Regions from separate parts of the Muntiacus reevesi genome. Here region 1 is linked to region 2. The links are chromatin contacts, called in public Hi-C maps. All regions are on one chromosome and are shown on one strand. Each heading gives the region's core, a stretch centred on a gene start, on an enhancer-like site or on the middle of the called end of the contact. The rest is flanking DNA. Distances are from core to core; before and after follow the strand shown. Region 1 holds the start of OTUD6B (OTU deubiquitinase 6B). Region 2 holds the start of TMEM64 (transmembrane protein 64).

Region 1 (3,282 bases), core at 695-3,194, 170 kb after region 2:
TTTCTTTTTACACTACTAATATTAGCATTACGTTTGCTACTTTCCCCCTCCTATAACTAAAACTAGAAGAAACAAAACTGTACTATTGGTTTTCCCATTTTGTCAGGTTAACATTTATATGCCTTTATTCTACAGGTTCTGTCCAGTGACAACGTCCTTTTATTTTACATGTTTAACTTAAGAACATGAATATCTTTACATGCTAAAAATAAAGCAGTATGTTTTTGTTTTACAAAACATTTTTGAACATTTAGCATGCCTTTTAAGCTTATAAAGACATAAGCTGAAATTTTAGACCCAGTTCACATATTTACGTTTGCATTTAGTTTTATAATTCTACATAACACTGTAAACTTAAGGTTGTTTAATTAAACCTTACCATCAATTTTTTTATACCATTGCCGCCTTACTCTATTATTTTACTCCATGTTTTTTGTTGGCTGCAGTACATCATTTAACAAAGTTTTCAAGGGCAGTACTTAAAAGATACACTTTCTCAGCCTCTGCATATCTGTGAATGCTTCCAATTGCCTTGGTACAGAAATAACTTGTCAGGATATCTACTTGGTTCAAAACTATTCTCCCTTAAAACCATAGATGGGCTTCCCACGTGGTAAAGAATCCACCTGCCAATGAATGAGGGAAAAGAGACACCTGTTCCATCCTGGGGTGGGGAAGAGCCCCTGGAGGAGAAAATGGCACCCCACTCCACTATTCCTGCTGGGAGAATCCCACGCTCAGAGGAGTCTGACAGTCCATGGGGTCGTAAAGAGCAGGATGAGGCTGAGCCTCTGAGCAGAAACTGTAGGTATTGTCTTCTGGCATTTACAGTTGCAAGGGAAAAATCTGAGGTCAGGCTAACTTTCATCCCTTTATAAGTGGCTTGTCTTCTCTGGGATACTTGTGGACTTTTCTTCTTTACCCTTCCAATTTAAAAATACTAGCAGGATATATCTAGGTACTGCTTTCTTTTTACTAAAACTTAATGGTACCCAGGAAGCCTTTTCTACTTGTAGATCTAGTTTCTTCTTTAACTCTGAACATTTTTCTTCAGTTATTCCTTAATTACAGTTTCAGCTTCATTTGCTTTGTCCAGTTTCAGGTATTCCTATTATGCGTAGATTTTACCACAGGCCATCGAGGTCCTTCTTCTCTTTACTTGAATTCTTTTTCTGTTTTTTTTTTTTTTTTTTTTCTGCATGCTGTGAAAATTTCTCGTTTTGCGTTCACTTCAGTAATTCGATTTTGTGCCCCATCAGACTTGAACATTTCTGTTCTCTCAGCTCCCTCACACTTTTCAAGTGCTCCGACAACAGCACTTTTTATCATTAAGCATAGGTCTTTAAGCTCTGGTGCGATATGATACTTAATCCTTGCTATCTCTTCTGTTTTCACCGCTATATTCGTTTCAAGAGGCGACATTTTCTCAATTAGCTGTTTTCCTTCGGACCTGCAGTATCAGGACCTTGAAAATAAGAAAAAGAATTTAATTCCCTACTGTTTGACTGAATAAACACAAGGATTCCCAATGACAGTATTCAAGGTTTTGTTGAAATGTTTTTTCTTTCTTACCTTTTGAACAACCTTTCTGAGCAATGGGACCAAAAGAGAAAAATGTTCCGATTAACGAACAAAACAAACGTCCAAAACGGTTCCCCCTACGTCATCTCTGCACGCCTCAAGTAAGGGCCAATAGACTAGCGCTCACACGCAAACTTCAGCCGACGGAGCCACACCCACAACCGGCCGACGCGCTCCTCCCCGCCACCCCGCCCCATCAGCGCGGGTCAAAGGAGTGCGCACGCGCAGCCCTTTGACTTCCGATCCGGTACCGCCTTAAGGCGGGGCTGGATGCCAGTCGCGGCCAATGGCGCGCGGGGTGAAGGTTGAAAGGTGGAAGGTGGTGCTAGGCCGTGGCGCTGATTCTCCTCAGCGCGTGTGCTGGGCTCCCTACCTGTCATGGAGGCAGTCTTGACTGAGGAGCTTGATGAAGAGGAGCAGCTGGTGAGACGGCATCGCAAAGAGAAGAAGGAGCTGCAAGGTGACGGGGTAGTGGGAACCCAGGAGTTGCCAGGACCCAGGGAAGGGAGCGTGGCGGGTCGGTTCTGGGGAACGTTGAGGGACTTCTGAATCCTAGGCTTCTTCAGGGTTGCCAGTGACCTGCATCTCCAAGCCCCCTCAATCCCCTCGACTTTCAAAAGCTTCCTCTTTTCGGATGCGCCGCGTTCCCCCATCCTGCGAGACCCCCGAGGTGCGGTTTTTGAAAACCCTTGGAAGCTGCCGTCTTGGACCCAGGCCCCCCTTTGCTGTTCCTGCCCTAGTTGACCGACACTTGGCCCTAACGGGTGCGTTTTGAAATATCTCACCTCAGTTTTAAGGACTCGGAAAGGATAGTTGAAAGATTTAAACATTTAAGTCTCTTTCAACCCCCCACCCCCCTTTTCCTCATCCCACACCAAACTCACGGTTATGTTGTTATTTTTTTGAGAGAGGGTCTCAGCTTCATCTGGACTCTTCTCTGTAGCTGTCTGTTTTGTAATTTCTCTTTTTGCTTTCATCATTACTTTCTTCCTATACCCTTTCCTTCTTACCATCTTCTTATTGCTATTATTTCTTATTTCCTCTTAATCCCTGGGTTTTTGACGTAATGATTTTGGTGGCTTTTCAGCCAAAATACAGAGTATGAAGAATGCTGTTCCCAGGAATGACAAAAAGAGGAGGAAGCAACTTACAGAAGATGTTGCTAAGTTAGAAGCAGAAATGGAACAGAAACATAGAGAGGAGCTGGATCAGTTGAAGCTGACTTCTAAAGAGAGTAAAGTATGTGAAAGTAATGTTTCTCCTTGTCTACAACATCGGAAAGCAGTTGTCCACTTCTGTTACACAGTGAACTATATAAAATCGTAAAACTGGAGGGAAAGAGAGAGCTTAGTCATGCTCAGGTGTCACTTTTCATTGTTGTTTTTCTGATCCGATTTACATGGTAGTGTGTTTTTTAAGGAAGGTCAGCAAAGAAAGTCTAATGCCCCAGAGATGAACAGATTGATAAAATGGGCTAGAGGAAGCTTTACCAAAAGAAAGTGGAAGACCAGTTTTTAGTGTCAGAATTGCTATTAAATAGGATTTGAACCTGGGCACATTTACTCGATCTTCTCGAGCATTAATTTCTTCACATATATGATACAAATGCTACTGTTTAAGCATAAGATTTTTCTAAGAAATAGAATAAATGTGAAAGCATTTTTTAAGTTATGGAAATGCTTTATGAGCAAGTTGTATTAA
Region 2 (3,622 bases), core at 1,075-3,574:
AAACAAATTTGTCAGGTTCACTAATATATATTGATTCCTGTGGATTTGAGTGCTAAAACTCTTCATACAGTTTTTTTTAGGTCTAGTGGAAGGGTTGAGTTTCTGAGCATCTATATGAAAATTCTTTGAACTTCAGAATCACTGAATTTGAAGAACACAGTAACTAGTTTAACCCCTTCACCTTAAAAAAGAGGAAAGCAAGGGCACATAGCCAGTGGTAAAGAACCTGCACGCCAATGCAGGAGACATAAGAGACACAGGTTCGATCCCTGGGTCAGGAAGATACCCTGGAGAAGGGAATGGCAACCCACTCTAGCATTTTTGCCTGCAGAATCCCATGGACAGAGAAACCTGGTAGGCTACAGTCCATGGACACGACAGAAGTGACTTAGCATACAGCACGCGCTGAAGACACTAAGTCTGTAAATACTGGATCCTTTTTTCCCCCATGGGATGGTCCTCAGTAACAGAGTTCCATTGTTCAATCATTTACTAGCAGTGTTTCCATTACTCAATCATTTACAAAGCGATGTACGTTAGTTAGAAACACCTTAACTGAATAAGCAAAGCACATGAATACAAGACCAAAAAAAAAGTGTACAAGGTGTATAAAAAGACAAATATATTCTCAATTGGAAAAAAAATTACCTGTCCAATTTTGTTTTACCCACTACCAAGTTATTTTAAAATGAAGTTCCTCCAAAGAAAGGTTATAAAGGAGGCTTCCCCCCTTATTACATTTAAAAAAGCAAATTACTTGATGAAAAAAAATCCTATTAAAAATTATAGGAAACTCCAAAATAGAGTCTACTTTCTCCTCTATTCACCCAAACTCTTCCTTTAGCCCCACACTGTTATAAACTTGAGCTAAAATACTGGATGCATTTTGGCAGGTTAGAGGGAAAGCCAGCCTTTATTTACTCCCTGACTGGTGCGACAGCTGCTACAGAATAAGATGACAAATGTTTAAAATAGATTCTACTCCTCTCCTCTCTTAATTAAGAGGGCTCATTTTTAACCAAACTCATATGCCAAAAAAGGAGTAGTTCTTTCTCTACCAAATCTCCTACTGAGGGTGCCCGACACAGATTGGCTTTATCTGTTTGAAATTTCTCAGGGTACGTCAGAAAGTAATTTCCACTTCTGCTGTTAATGTCACTCCTCTGCCGGCATTCCACAGGACGGAGCGCCCTCCCAGGGCCGCCCCAAGATCGCTCAAAAAAAAAAAAACAAAAAAACAAAAAAAAAAACTTGGGAGAAAGAACGGCCCAGCGGCACGCCACTTACCGAGAACACTGCGTTCTGCAGCCCGAAAGGTATGGGGGTGAGTCTGGCCAGCGCCACCACTTTGAGGCCGCTGCCCCCCTCCACGACGCGGATGACTGCGCTGAGCTTCTCGCTGCTCTGGATCCTGGCGGCCACCCAGGCGGTGAGCAGCCGTTTGCAGACCACGTGGGCGATGAAGGTGCCAATGAGGACGCCCACCACCATCAGCCCCATGCCCAGCACGAAGCCGTACAGGTAGCCGGCCGCCACGTTGAGCACGATGTAGCCCCAGCCGCAGGGGAACGAGACCACGATGAAGCCCACGACGAAGAGCAGGACCCCCAGCAGCGAGTCGAGGCTCTCGGCCCAGAGCAGGAGGTGCTGCAGGTAGCGGCGGACCAGGGCCAGGGAAGCGAAGCACACGGCGGCCAGCACGCAGACCAGCACCAGGCTCCGGCACCAACAGGTGCTGCCGAGGCAGCAGCAGCGCCAGCTTCTCACCTCGGCCACGTCGACCACCACGCCGCCGCCCCCCGGGCCGCCCGCTAACGCCCCGCCCGGCCCCGGCAGATCTGAGGCGTCGAGCGGAGCGTGGCGCTCCAGACAGGCGCTGAGCAGGGCCCCCGGGGCCGCCGCCGCCGCCGCGCTCGCCCCGCCCCCGCGCAGGGGCAGGCGCTCAGCCGGGCCGTCCCCCCCGCCTGCCGCCCGCGGCAGGGCCCAGCCGGCCGGCGGCGGCGGCTCGGCGTGGCCCGGGAGGGCGGCGGTGTACTGCAGAAGCCGCGGCAGCGACTGGAGCAGGCTGCCGCCGGCGCTCCACATGCCTCGGCCCAGCGCCGGGCCCTCCTCAACCGGCCTGCGCTTCCGCCGCCGCAGCGGCCGCGCTCGTCAAGCGGCGGGCCTTCATGGCGCCCCGCGCGCGTGGCCTGACTCGCCGCGTTCTCTCGAGGGGCAGGAGAGGGCCTCAGGGAAAAAAGCCTGAGGGCTCGCTGACGGAAGGATGACGCCGTGAAGCGGGAGAAAACTCCCGACGCCACACAGGCGGAGCCCGCCTCTCCGGGGGCCGAGGGGGCGGGGCGTCGGGAGCGCGGGGCGGGGCGTCAGCGCGCGGGGGCGGGGCCTGACGCGAGCTATCGTTGGCCCCGCCCCCGTGACGGACAGCACTCCGCCCCCGCCAGGGTAATGAGGAGGCTGGGTAGCGGCGGCGTACGGAGGGTTGAGTCGCTGAGGGGGCCGCTGGGAGGAGAGAAACAGTAGAGACTATGAGGGCGCCAGAGAAGGAGAGGGGCTTCAGTGAGGTGGAGAGTTGGGTGACGCGCGAGGAACCCTGCAGTGGCCTTCCCGGCCTTCCTAGGAGGCGCATGCGTGCCTGCCTGTCAGGGCGCGCTCTCTCTCTTGGGCCCGGTCCCAGTCAGCCAGCCGCTTGGATTCTCGCCCAATACTGTTGGCTGTTTCTGCAGTAACCTCTGATCGTTTATATCCACAGCTATTGTGGTGATATTGGAGGAAAAAGAGTTCTTCATCTGCTTTAAGGAGGATTTGCTCATTTTTACCTCCCCAGGTAGTGAAATCTCTGTGCACGTTTCAGGTCGTCGTTTGGTGCTTAAGGAACTTAAGGAATTAGGTATAAAAGCCCAACCTCGACAGAATGCCACTTCTGACCCCAGAAGCCTTTTATGAAGTGCCAGACACCTGGGCTAGCAACTTCTCGAAAAGATACACCGAAGAACATTCTTAAGGATTAACCGTACCAGATGACTCCTCCTCATGCTGCTTTCCTTTCTTCTTTTTGCCTAGACTCTAAGGTTAGTGTTCCTCAGGTGCTCTTTCCTTCTCCCTATTTAGAGCTCGCCGAGCCCTCTCATCTGAGTTCATAGATTTGATCCCACTTGGGGGTTATACGCTGATAACCCCCAAGTCTGTCTCTCCCTGTCCCTCCCTTGCACTCCAGCCTGTGGACACACCCAGATGGAATTTCTGTAGGTACCTCAAACTCAGCCTAGCTCTGGTGCAAAAAGGACCTAGTAACTGGTCACATCATTAACCCCTGAATCTCAGTATTTGTTTTTAAACTGCAAAATGAAGATGATAGTACAATTTTACCTCATAAAACTGTTGTGAGGGTTAAATAAAATAATGAAGATACTTGGCACTGTGCTTGGAATCAGTATTCAGCCATGAGAAGGTATCTCATGGTTTAGAAGTGTTGTTCCCCATAGATTTACTCTTTCTTTTGAGTTTCTTGTCTCAGTGGACGACCTTCCACCCAATTACCAGCCAAACAGCCACCAGGACACTTTGAGACCCTACTGATTAGATACCTGCTTTCTCATTCATGTCATTCCTCTCAAGCCATGTG

The links. Hi-C and Micro-C count contacts between places; a contact is called where the count stands out from the background.
Region 1: a Hi-C map of blood shows a contact between it and region 2, with 2.7 times the contacts expected there. The contact joins the promoter of OTUD6B here to the promoter of TMEM64 in region 2. A contact is called at or near these places in 2 of 3 Hi-C or Micro-C datasets (blood and muscle).

Annotation. Positions count from the first base shown.
Region 1 is chr12:8,175,536-8,178,817 of mMunRee1.1, forward strand. OTUD6B (OTU deubiquitinase 6B) reads left to right here and starts at 1,945. Exons shown (of 7, transcript XM_065902501.1): 1 at 1,945-2,041; 2 at 2,669-2,820. The coding sequence starts at 1,960. It overlaps LOC136144872 (a long non-coding RNA gene), which reads right to left and starts at 1,668. Exons shown (of 2, transcript XR_010658651.1): 1 at 1,573-1,668; 2 at 1,165-1,465.
Region 2 is chr12:8,006,083-8,009,704 of mMunRee1.1, forward strand. It overlaps TMEM64 (transmembrane protein 64), which reads right to left and starts at 2,325. Exons shown (of 3, transcript XM_065903107.1): 1 at 1,288-2,325. The coding sequence starts at 2,085.